2 separate regions of the Anas platyrhynchos genome follow, and region 1 is linked to region 2. The links are chromatin contacts, called in public Hi-C maps. All regions are on one chromosome and are shown on one strand. Each heading gives the region's core, a stretch centred on a gene start, on an enhancer-like site or on the middle of the called end of the contact. The rest is flanking DNA. Distances are from core to core; before and after follow the strand shown.

The links. Hi-C and Micro-C count contacts between places; a contact is called where the count stands out from the background.
Region 1: a Hi-C map of F1 follicle shows a contact between it and region 2, with 1.9 times the contacts expected there. The contact joins the promoter of ERC2 here to the enhancer-like site in region 2. A contact is called at or near these places in 2 of 8 Hi-C or Micro-C datasets (F1 follicle and skeletal muscle).

What each region holds. Positions count from the first base shown.
Region 1 is chr13:22,087,388-22,094,071 of IASCAAS_PekinDuck_T2T, reverse strand. It overlaps ERC2 (ELKS/RAB6-interacting/CAST family member 2), which reads left to right and starts at 2,897. Exons shown (of 18, transcript XR_011812383.1): 1 at 2,897-3,151.
Region 2 is chr13:22,027,888-22,034,045 of IASCAAS_PekinDuck_T2T, reverse strand. All of the region lies in intron 2 of ERC2 (ELKS/RAB6-interacting/CAST family member 2), which reads left to right. Among named protein-coding and RNA genes, the nearest start is that of ERC2, 60 kb to the left of the region's middle. Within about 2 kb of position 1,510, at least 2 of the 8 cell types and tissues checked have an H3K27ac peak or open chromatin away from gene starts, as enhancers often do. A contact at or near this core is called in F1 follicle, where this site is marked.

The sequences.
Region 1 (6,684 bases), core at 1,648-4,147, 59 kb before region 2:
TATTTTGAATGAGTTATATTTGGAGTAACTTAACAGAAAAATTAGAGTATGTTTTACGCTTTCCTGTTTCCCAAATCAGTATAGGCTCAGCATAGGCCAAGGAAAATAGCAAACTTCAAAATCCATATTTCATGTGTGTTTTATTTAAGGCCTAACTTACTCTTCTTTAAATAAAAAATAATAAAAATTGTCAGTAATTTCAGTGGGCTTTCCATGGATCCTGATGTAAATAGCACAATATGCTGTTTTTAAGGCAGAAAACTTTTCAGAAAACAAACAAAAATAGGCTAGCCAAAAATGTATCTGAAGGTAGAAACTGTTGAAAAGTATAAACCTTAGGTATAGCATCACATGACATTTATATATAAATATATAAAGTTTAGATATTAAACTTTACAAGAGTGCTTCTCTGGAACAGGTGGCTAAAAAGTATTTCTATTAGTCAGTGTATGAGAACCTGCTATAATAATAATAATAGTAGTAGTAGTAATAAAGTGCTTTTTAATTCACAAGATTTAGCTTTCATCTTTCTTAATGCTCAATGGCACCCACCTGCCTGTGTTGACACCAAAACAACACAGATGTTCCCATGATTAAATTGAAATGAGAACTTTCATCAGCTGCAAAGAGTCTGTTTTAAGTGTATACTATTGTTATCACCCTGTAATTTGGGTCAGGATTCCAGTATTGTCTGGAGTGTAAGGTTCACTCATCATGGAAGGGTTCAGATTAAATGACCGTGAAGTTGTTTGCATGGATGTTCAGACTACTAATATAACAAATAGAACAGCTGTAAAATTCTGTTCTCCCCTCTTTTACTTGAGCTGCACATTTCTCCATCAACTCTCTTCCAATACAATTTGGCAAAATACATACATATATATATATATATATGTATATATATATATATATATATTTTTTTTTTCCTAACCTCTTCACCAAGTGGCCTTGTCTGTACTGGGTATATTCTGTTCTTTGGCATTAGTAATACCACCAGTCTCCCTACAGATGGTCTACTACTCCAAGATGGTCTATTATTAATTCCACTACTAACTTTATGGAATGATAGCAAGCCTAATTCATTGCAATGTTGTTGTGACCTTACGGTTGCTCTGTGGTATCTTCCCACAATGATTAGTCCTTGGAAAGGGGAATCTTAGGCTACTGGTCTTTTGTTAGAATTATCTTGGCTCTTGCAGGCTATCACAAGGCCCATAGTCTTTGCTAGTGGTGAGTCACAAAAACATAAAGTAGAACCTGATTTTCTTGTCTTTTCATATACACAGTGATGCGGTGATACATTGTTTAAAAAACTGTCAGCAGCTGACACTACTTCTAACAAAAGTCCTGTCATCACTACAGGACTGCGACAGAATTTGTATTAGCAATACAGAGACAGCTCTGTAAGATATTCTTATCACACACCAAATCCAAATTAAGCAATGGATTTTGAAAACAGATACTTGTTCAGAGCGGTGGCCCATATTTTATAGCGTTTATCCATTTTCTTACAGCTGCAGACTTGCTAACTCTTCAAGAGCACAAAAGAATACTTCCTGTTTGCTTTTTAGACCAAGTGAAATTATTTGTATACAGAACCATGTCCCTTCTTGTCAAGTGTCTCCAAAACTGTTTCTATCTGTCCATCATTTCTGTCCATTTTTTTCGTAGCTATTTTAACAGAAATTTCTTCAAGTAAATAGGTGGCTTTGAAAAGCAACTGAAGTTTGTATTTTAGTTTGTCCCAGTACTTTGAGCTCACAAAAAATATGCGCTTCATATTGTAATAAGATTAACAAGCTACTATATTTTACCGTGATTTGGATTCTAGCATTGTTTTGAACAGTTGCATCTTTGAATAAATATTCACGATGGCAAAGTATTTAAGCTAGTTTTGAATAATGCAAATACAGCGATGAAGTGATTCTTAGTTTTAAATACGATCAGTTGAAATCAACTGCATTTGTCATAGTTTTTAATTGAAATTCCACATAAGCTGTTCTTCTCACTAATGTTCTCATTAATGTGCCTATAGGTCCATATGTAGACAAGAGAGTAAGATACAGATTACAGTATCTTGGATTTGCATGGATTTGTAGTGCTCGTTAAAAAGTGTCGCAGCAGTGACATTAAGAAAAGGCAGATAAAATATAATTGTGAAATTCTGTGTAGAATAAGATATGAAGCTATATTGGAACTAAGGACTGAGGCTGATCAATTATAACAGTATCAAGAGCAATTAAACCCATAGAAAATACAAAATGGAGAAGAAAGAAAAATAGAAGAGAGAAAAGAGAGAATTTCTTACAGCAAGAAGACAGTGATGATTTTACAAAGGTTTCCTCACTCCTCTTAATACAAAACTAAAAATGTCAGGAGTAATTTTAATGTAGTTTGCAGTTTTCTGATGAAAAAAAAAAACTTTCAAGCTTCATATAGCAGCTAATCTGTGCATTTTTTGAATGGATTTTTTATCAGAAATTATTATGGATGTCTTCTTAATTACTTTCAGATGTAAGCCAAAATACGGATTCAGGTTTTTCATATCTGTCTGGATATAACAGATTTTACATACCATGTTCTGAAGTACCTGGCTTCGAGTATTTCCAGCCTTCGGTGAACAAGAAAACATTTTTCCTCTGCAGCTTTACGCAGACACCGGTGTATTTTTAGGCTGTTTCACAATGAGTAACACACTTTCAGACATCTATAGGGTGCGGACTGGAACCCAAGGGTGTGCAGTGAACGGGCAGGGACAAATCCTCGGAGAAAGCCACCGGCTTGCAGTACGTGATCTGCAACTGGCAGAGCCCCAGCTGCTGGCAGAGCTTGCTGCTGCCCCCAGCGGCAGGCTGCTCAGCGCTGCTGAAGCCCCAGCTCCTCGGGAATGCTGGGAATGTTGAGTCAGGGTCTGGCAAAACAGGCAGCCAGGCTCGCAGCTGACAGGGAGACTCGCCGGGGGACAGAAAGACGAGGGACAGGAGCGCACAAGCCTCCCCCGACTACAGCAGGTTCCCTCTCTTCCTCGCCTTGTAGGTGTTCGGCTTCTCCGGCTCTACTGCTGCCTCCTTCCTCCCAGCAAACGAGATGTCAGCTAAACGTGATGTAAAATCCATGTGAGGATGAAAAGACAGATGCAATGATTTGAAAGGTGAGAGGCTTAGGCGGTTATCATGCACTGCTGTGAATCTGTTGCGATTAAGGAATTTGCTATATATTGCTTTCTACAATTGTCTGATGGTTGAAACTGAAAATGAAATTGCAGAAGAGGTTTTTTATATTGCCTTAGAAATACACTGTGATAAATGGGACCAAGTCCACATCTCCTGGTAAGAGTGCCTCTCCCTACAGAATTGTCAGCCAGAAACCTTTCTTGCAATTTCTCCTTAAAGCAGCCATAGGAGTCTCCTTTTCTGTGCCCAATCTTTAAAAATATTACTATCGTTGTTAAACTCTTCTAGAATATAATTGATGAGCTTCAGAAATTTTTCGCTTTATACCTAGAAACTGGATGATGTTTTAAAAATTGTGTTAGGAAAAAAGATATTTCTGTTCCCTTTCAGAGTCTTGCGAAGGGAAACCAGAAATTAGCAGGATAGTATTTTGTAGTTATATAATTAATGAATACTTAATGGGTTTGCTCATTTAGGATGCTGTGTGATTTTTATTTTTTAAGATTATTTTAGGTAGGACAAGAGTGATGCAAACGATAAAATCCATGTATACATTCATCAAGGACGCATCTATATCTTGCTGAGAGCGCTATTTAGTAATACGGAGGAGAAATAATATATATTTTTATTAGTGTGTGATTGATTTCTAGGCAGCTACCTGCTAAGCCCCGTGATGATGGATGGGAATGTACTCCCTTAGCGGCGAGCTGATCATTTCCCCCTTGATGGACACTGCAGCCGGCCACTTGCGTTGGCAGACACAAGCTCGCTGCAAATAAGCCCGGCCAATAAGTGCAGCGAAGAGGAGGGAAAAGCTCACTTGTCAGGGTTAGTTTGCTGGTTGGCTTTTTAAATCAGGGGTGTCACTTAACTATTTGTTTAGGATTTGGGTGTTTTTTTTTCTGCCTCTCATATCCCCCGTGTGTATACGCAGGGAGGCCGCCTCACACCCCGGCCTCTTCAGGCCCTTCTCCTGCTCCCTCTTTCCAAGGGCGGGGAAGGTTCCCCCCGTTCGTTCCGTGGCTTCTGCGCTGCCACTTGCCTTCCCTGTGGCGACATCGAGGACGGCAAATATCCTCTCCGCCTCTGCCCGGCCCTGCCGACCTCCTGCCGCCCTGCCCTGAGGGCAGCGGCCATGCCCGCACTGTTTCTGCCTCAGGGGCTGGGCGCTGCCTCCATCCCCTGCCGACGGGGAGCCCTCCCGCAGCCCGAGGGGCAAGGGGACGCCGCTGGGGTCCCCTCCTGTCAGGCAGGCAGGCAGGGAGGGAAGGAGCCCGGCCACCTTCCCAGCTGTGACAGCGCAGCGACCCGCCGCCCGCCTCCAACGCGTCCCTGTGGCGATCTCGCTGCCGGGGGTGAGGCTCTGTCTACCTCGGTGCGGAACGACCCTCACTGCCTTGCCAGCCGCCTGTGAGAAGGAGACAGAGAAGGAGGAGAAGGGCGGGCTCGGCTCTCCCCAGCACCCCGAACGGGGCTGCAGGCAGCGCCCCTTCCAGAGGGCGGAGGCCGGGCGGTCGCCGCGCGCCAGATCCCCTCAGCGCCCCACCGCTGCGGTCGGTTCGCGGGGCCTGGCAGCTGCCCTAGCGAGCTGGGGTTTTCTTCGCCTGCCCTGGGGAAGGGCGAAGGCTTTTGTAGTTCCCATCCCCTCACGGTCTCATCCACTTGAGGGTGCTTGTCCTGATTTCTTAGTTCTCTGTGTCTGAAGGAGACAAGAGGCTTTTTTAGGATCTGTTTTTGCACGTGGGGAATGTGTAATGGTAAGTGCCTATGGTTTTCTTAAGGAATATGTGTATGTGGTGAAAAGGTTTGTTTTTCTTAGTGTGAGGAACTTGTAAACCTTGGCTTCCTGTGAAGTGACTGTACTAAGGTGTGTGTAGTCTTTCCAAATCTAAGTACTTTAGAGAAATCTTTCTATTACCATTATTTTAGTTTGGAAGCCCTATATAAAACATTATTCAGCAGTGTCAAGGTGAGGTAGCTATTCCTCTTCTAGGGGAAACTGAGGAAAACACAGGAGTGACTTTTGGTCCTGTGAGCAAAGGGAACATCATTTCCTTCTTCAGAAGGATTAGTGGGAGAAGCTGTGTGCTGCATCTCCAGCAAGAGCCCTCAGAGTGGGGAATATACTCCAGTTAAGAACTGATGTTTATTTTTTTGTACTAAACTCATTTAGCACTAAGTCTTCAGATAAACATCATGAGGTGAAATTTCAACTGCAAGAGGAATGAGGTAAAGTTCTGCTAGCGAGGGAAAGCGAGGGTGCAGGCTGTGCTGCTGTTGTCCTCTCCCTTATGCTTTTTGTTTTCCTGGGGGAATGAGTGGTAAAAGTACTGCAAAAACAGTTGGAATAAATACCTTTGAAGGATAGTGCTGAGGACAGAAAGGTTGTGTGTGTGTTGGGGTAAGTGTGACAGGTGTGGAGGAGACTTGGCTGCAATTACCTTTGAGTAAGTCCTGTTTTAACTGTGCTCAGGTGGTGGGGTAACTGGGTTGGTAGGCTGCCTTCCTGACTGTGGACAACAATACTTTTATTTTCTTTCCTTACTCTAGCATTGAAATCAAGTGCTTTGGTTTTCTAACTGTCTTTGTTTTTCTTTTTTCGTGTAGTATAAAGATAGGTTTACGAATGGGAAGCGTCTTCTGTCTTGAAATAAGATGCATTTTTTTTTGTCCCAATAGGTAGATGATTCAGCTACTGTAATGTTTTCCCTTCCTTCCAAGAATGAAGGACAAAGTTGGCATGCTGAGGCATCTTTTTGTCTTTTCCATTCCTACTGAGGAAAACTGAGTTTCTTGCCTTAGAAATTGCCCCTCTGGTCTTCCCAAGCATAGGTCTTCTTTTACCTTCTGTTGGGTAGTGTTTGAACTCACTGTTAAGTTAACATACTATCTCAGCTTCATTTGGAGGAGACCTATCTCACCACTACTCTGTTCTATGGGCTCTTTTTCAGCTCTGCTAACAGACAAATGCTGGGTCAAATTCTGATGAAAAATAGCATGAGGTATATTTACTCATGCCCGTAGTCCCCCCATCTTCTGCATGAGGGCTATAGAAAGGTGGCAAGGGAAGGGAACAGCCAATAATCTTAGTAGCAAAATGAGTTCAAGTGAACTCATTCAGCCATTTTAGAATGTAGAATATATGTGATTTTTAGAGAATGAGCAATTTGGCATGTGTGCTTTTGTAAGAGATTGCTCAGAGTGATTTTCTTGCTTTAGGAAGATGGTCCTTGCAGACCTTTGAGGGATGACTAACACTAAGGAGTGGGTGGTTTCACCCTCAAATAGGGTGAGGCAACCAGCCAGTGTATGACTTCCAAAGACAACATATGCTCTCCTACCTGTGTATCTTATGGTGTTTACTATATTTTTATCCAGTATCATGCATTTGTTATATTTTCAGTTAAATTTAATTTGAAAGATGCCAGGGGTATAATACGGAGATGCTTATTCAGATTCACATTGGCAATACTACTATTGTACTGAAATACGTTTTGTAATGTGACCATTT
Region 2 (6,158 bases), core at 261-2,760:
CAAATATTCACACTACTTCTACTGAAAAAGATGTGAACGCTGCCTGTTTAAACTATGTTATATTTGGGTAATATTTATAGCTAGCAACAGTGCATTGATTTATTTTTTGAATAGTTTTGTCAGATGCTGGCAGTGAATTAGGTTTGGGGTCCAGGAGAAATATATCTGTGCATCAGTAATAACATAGCCTTCTGATATTTAATCTCATAAAATCAAATTCTAACCCAATGAAAACTATACATGCTTTCTTTGGTAGGTAGGTATGTAGCTATCAAACTTCGGTCACTGGGGCCGCTTCCAGCACCATTTCATTCTCAGCAACCTTTTAAAAATGGATTTGATGTAGAAGAATACATAAATGAAGCCACAAAAGATTATGGTGGTTTATTCTTAAATTCTAGGTTAGACTTAATGAATTTAGCTGAACAGAGATCCAAGTTTTAACGCTGTATGTTGGGTCTGTCTGGGACGGAGTCACCTTTCCCTGCAGCAGCTATGAGTGCAGAGCACCACACACCAAATTCAAGAGATGTCTTGGGTATTATTATGTCAGACTGCGCAAGTGAAAAATTGTCAGCTTGTTTTCCTAAGGTTATAATGATTGTTGCTTTTTCTTTACAGACTATTGATTTTTTTTATATTAAAAGGAAAACAGGTGATAAAAGATTCTACAGAAAAAATATTAATTTAATATCCGTTTGATTACCAAATATCAAATGAATCATTTTTTCTTTCTTTCCTGAAATGTCTGGAGCAATTTTCTCCTTTATTCTATTTAGCGATAATTAAGAATAAATGTCGTGGTTTAACCCGGTCGGCAGCTAAACACCATGCAGCCGTTCGCTCACCCTCCCCCCTCCCTCTCTGGGACGGGGGAGAGAAATGGAAAGTGAAGCCCGTAAGTTGAGATAAAGACAGTTTAATAAGACAGGAGAATAATAATAATAATAATAATAATAATAATAATAATAATAATAATAATAATAATAATAATAACAATACAATGATGAGAATAGTACTACCACTAATAATATGTACAAACAAGTGATGCACAATGCAATTGCTTACCACCCGCTGACCTATGCTCAGCCTAACCCCGAGCAGTCCGGCCCCCTCCCCCCAGCTAGCCACCCCTATATATTGTTTAGCATGACGTCAGATGGTATGGAATACCCCTTTGGCTAGTTTGGGTCACCTGTCCTGGGTCTGTCCCCTCCCAGCTCTTACTGCACCCCCAGCCTGCCTGTTGGCAGGACAGAGCAAAAGGCTGAAATGTCCTTGGCTTGGTATAAGCACTGCTCTGCAACAATTAAAACATCAGGGTGTTATCAGCACTCTTCTCATCCTAAGCCAAAACACAGCATTCCACCAGCTACTAGGAAGAAAATTAATTTTGTTCTAACTGAAACCAGGACAATAAAGAAAGCAGCTGGCTGAAGGCTTTTCACTTGGCAGGTAAACACATGCTGTCACTCTCCAAGGAGGTCAGGATATTTTACATTTCAGCATTCCTGGAATTAATCTTCTATGGTCTAGCTCAGTTAAACTGCCTGTGGCACTGAAGGGGAAGAGGTGTGGAGGCGAAGGTCTTAAAGCAAGAAAACTATCAACTAATTAGTATTTAGGACAGCACAAATGTAAGGTTTTCTGCTATGTCTTCCCCACCTCCTCCCTTGTTTCTTGTGAAAAATAGAATGCGGATTAATCAGAGGAATAATTGCTTGGAAGAATCTTCATTGATCATTTTATTATTGTATTTGACAGTTTTTATTTATAGGGGAAAAAGGTCTAAAGCGAGCTGTAAGCTCATAGACAAAGCATGAACTTGATGTGGGTGTGAAAGCCGTAAAAATATTTGTTTTCTTTAAGAGGATTGTTTTTCTTTTTCTTTGCTATTGAAGAGAACCAGCAGAGCCCTACAGCGGTGACAGCACCTCATGTTACTCTTTCTAAGGGAATTTTTTTGACCAGTGGGCTATGTGGCTATCCTTTTATTTTGTCTTGGAAATGACTTGCAGTTCTTCCCCATGCAAATACAAGAAATCTGAATAGATTACACTATAGCATATAGGCAGTTTCTAGGACTTCAGTAGCCTGGGAGATGGAAAGGAGTGCAGCTAACATAAATGCATGTTCATGTTTTTTGAGGACTAACAATTTTCATATATACATGTGCATGCTTACAGAGAGAAGGTATGTTTTTTGGAATGGTCACTGTTTACTTTTATATGTAATCAGTAATAATTCTTTTAAAAAGTGCTTAAAAAGTGCATTGCCTGGAATTTGATTTTTAAGTGAGTATTCATTTTAATGAACAGTTTTTAGAACAAATAGGAAATTTGAGTGGTCATTCACATCATCATACCTAGATATGATTCATATTGGGTATTGGTAATACTTAGGATTGCTATAGGCTCTTCTAGAGTGTTTATCAAGCTAAAATGTATAATGTGTTACTAAGAGTTCTGGCAGGAGAAATGAGAGTGCTATTTGGAGGTACACTTTTTTTTATTGAGACTTTTTTCCTAGAGTTTGAGTGTAAGTGGCTGAGACTTTGCTTTCTCGGAGCAGACAAATCAATTTCCAAAACTGAACTTGAGTTACCAATGCAGTTGGGAGCATTAGAGAGTCTGTGTGACAGATAAATCATGGAAGCCGCTCAAATTATTTCTGTAAGAAGACAGTTTGGAGAGAAGAAAAAAATTCATGGGGTACCTTTAATAGGGCCTGAGTACTAAGAAGGTGCAATTTTTGTTGGAGGTGGTAGCAAGTGGTTTGTTATTCCACTGAATTTTGAAATATGAATAGCGTTATAAAAACTGTGTGAAATAAGCCTTTGAGCTGCAGTTCTTTGGTTCACCAATGGAGATGTGAATGAGGCCAGCACCATGTAAATAAAACTAGTGTTTTAAAATTGTAATCTTTTTAAAATTATTTTTTATTTTTATTGGAGTAGGGTAAATAATGATAATGCAGAGGGACTGAAGCAGGAAGAGAAGTGAAAGAATTGTAGAATTACATCCAGTTTTGTCAGAGGTAATGATTTAAGGCTTTACAAAAGGACAGTGTTTCATTGACTTCCTCTGTTCCCTTCTGTGATCATTTAACATCTCTAGCAGCTACAGGAATTGATCAGATAGAGCAAAAAAAAATAATAAAGCCTTCAATGCAGTTTTCACTGCCAACATTCTGGCAGGTGTTCCTGTTAGAGATAAAAGGCAGTGTAACGCCTTTTACATTCCATTTTATTTTGACTTCTATAACTTCTGTTCTCTTTCCTCAATTTTTTAATCATGTTTTTTCATGCCGAGCCCTTTTCTTTCAACATACTGGCTGTTCTGATTTTTGCACCTCACCCTTATTAGCTGACAGTTCCATACCACTAAGTGGCATCATTCCTGAAGAACAGGTCCTAATTCATTTTTTCTTATGTAGAAACACCTAACAAATGTGCATAACACAGCTTACTCTTGTTTCCAGCAACTTTATCTTTTCTCTGTAGATCCAATTGGAAATAAGTAAATCAGCCTGTGATCATCAGTCTTTTTGATGGTTTCAGCAGCAGCTTGATCCACAGGTGGCAAATATAGATCAGTCTACTCCAAAGCACAAAAGAACAATGTCACTTTTTTAACATTGTTTTTTCTGTGCATCTCTAATAAAACGTGCCACCTAATTGGATTGTTTAGTTGTCTAACTCTTCTGTTGTTTCGGTTTTAAAATTAGGAATATGTACAAGCTTGCCTTCTTGGGCTAATAAAATTCTGACTGTAAAGAGAATTAGACAATACTAACAGAATTAAAGGAACACTTTTTTTTAAATTATTTTTCAGTTGAAGAAAATCTGCAGTTTCCTTCAGAAAGTTCCCTGGCACCATGTTAAATAATTTAAGATGCAGACTTATTTTTGATTTGTAGTGACTGATGCAAGTTCTCACTCATGGTAGATTATGTCCTCTAAAACTTCCTTTGGATAGGCTTTTTGGTCATCTCAGTAGCATAATGCTTTAATCTAGAGATTTCTGTCACAGTTTTGTACTTCAAGGAGCATCCCCATAGCTGTACATCTGCTGGAAGGTGGCATAAATGCATTTACTTCTTTACAGATAGAGAAGGAAATGATAGGAGCTGTAGCATGTGGTGTAATGGATAGTAGTTACCCTGTGATTAACCCTTTGCTGCTGTTTGTGATCCCATCTGCACAGTGTCAGAGTATATCAGAACCAGACTGCATCCAATTCTTAGTGTGGTTAGGTGGTGCTACATTTGAGAACTACAGTTCATCATTTTCTAGAATCCAACTCAGTCCAGATATTAAGGACAATGAGATATGTGTCTGTGAGTCCAGTAACCTGCTGCAGGGTTGTTATTGCTTCCAGCAGTTGATTGCAAAGAACAGTTAATATTTATAATATTTCAATCAATGCATATGATTCTGTTCCAGAACAGTGAAGCATGTTACTTCTGCCACCGGGAACATGCTGTGAGATTCACTTTGTAGAGTGGTGATTCTCTCAGTTATTATAGAAGGAATTTCAAATGGAGGGCTTGGAATCAGCTTTTATGGATTTGAATTGAGAATGCTAAGGGATGCTGGCAGCTGAGCTAAAAGAAGACATCATATTATAAAAACTAGTCCGCAATGTGGGGAAAAGGGCTAATGTGCTCATCTTTCATTGTCAGTGCTCTTCTTTTTATCACTGTATAGGCTATGGGGCTGTTAAGGGGAAGAAGAATGCTTGAAATTTCAGTTGACTTCCAGCTCCCTTGCACTTAAGGATCAGCAGATACCTATGCAGCAGCAGTATTAAGCTTTGTCTCAGCCATTATATAGGACTGTATATCCCTTAACCCTTATATAGAAACTTACCTTTGATTATTTTCATTTATATTTTCAATAGTGTCTTTATTTTGTCAGTTTATTATGCAAGTCATTTGTGCTGAAAAAAAGTGTGTTTCTTTTTCATAGAGCTCCCCTAAAATTCTAACTTGGAGTCTGAGTGATGTCTGATCTAGGAATAATTTACTATTGCTAAACAATATAAAAATGTGATTGAAAGTGGTGCTGAAAACACTTTTAATTAAACGTAGGTAATCTGGCTTTTGAGAGATGTTAAATAACTGCATTATGAGTTTGCTAGTTGATTTTCAGTCTTTTATAAAAGTTGGAATTAGAAGTTATCAGTGTTGTAAAATGGAACTCACAAAACATTCACTGTAATTCTTCAGTGAGAGGAAAAACATTTTCTCTTTTCTTCAAGTACTGTTTTGCAAGGGCACACCTCTTTCACTAAATAAGGATTCAGTGCACACCTCGGACACCTGCAGTAGAAACATTAAAACTTGAATATCTTTGCAACAGCACAAATCAAATTCAGTGAAGGATTGTGAAACTATTGAAATCAAATATTCTTCTAATGAAATTTGGTAGGTTAAGTGCATTCGGTCATAAAGTTTAGTTCACTTTTAAACAGTTATTTTGTTTTATCTCAGAAATTAAGTTAAAAGCATGTGTTGTACAGTAGAGAAGACTCTGTCTTTGCTTTCAGCCTAATGGTCTCAGTGGAGTTTCTCCCTCTAAAGGTTATGCTCTGAAACAGGTGTGGTTTTAAGTCCCCGTGCTGCGATATTGTTACATGTCTACGGTAGTGCACTGCAAAGCAATGACGATGCATCCCATCACTTTGGGCTTTTCCAAAGTGAATTTAGTCATATTTCTTTCATTATTAAATAATATGTGTTTTCATCCTTCAGACCGTGCAAGACTTTCTACATACACTGGGATGCATTATGTGGTATATTCTGCCTGTCAGAGGTAACATTTATTGTACATTTAAATAGCCTCCAATATGGCTATATATATATATCAATTCCATGATAATGGAAAATTGTTTGTTCTGCTTACGTTGGTTTTGGATTTTTTTTTTTTTTTAATTTTTATAATAGTCATCTTGTCAGTGTGAACTTGGAAGTAGCCCCTCTGCCCCCAGAAACAGATAATCTTGCCCAAGGTTTTGCTACCATGTGTCCTACTCTGGTTATAACACTACTTGGAAAATGCTAGAGCCAAAGGAAAGCTGCAACTGGAAAATCTGTATTAAGGAAAATAAAACAGGTATGAGTGACATTTTGTGGCAAATGTATAGAGAAAACATGGA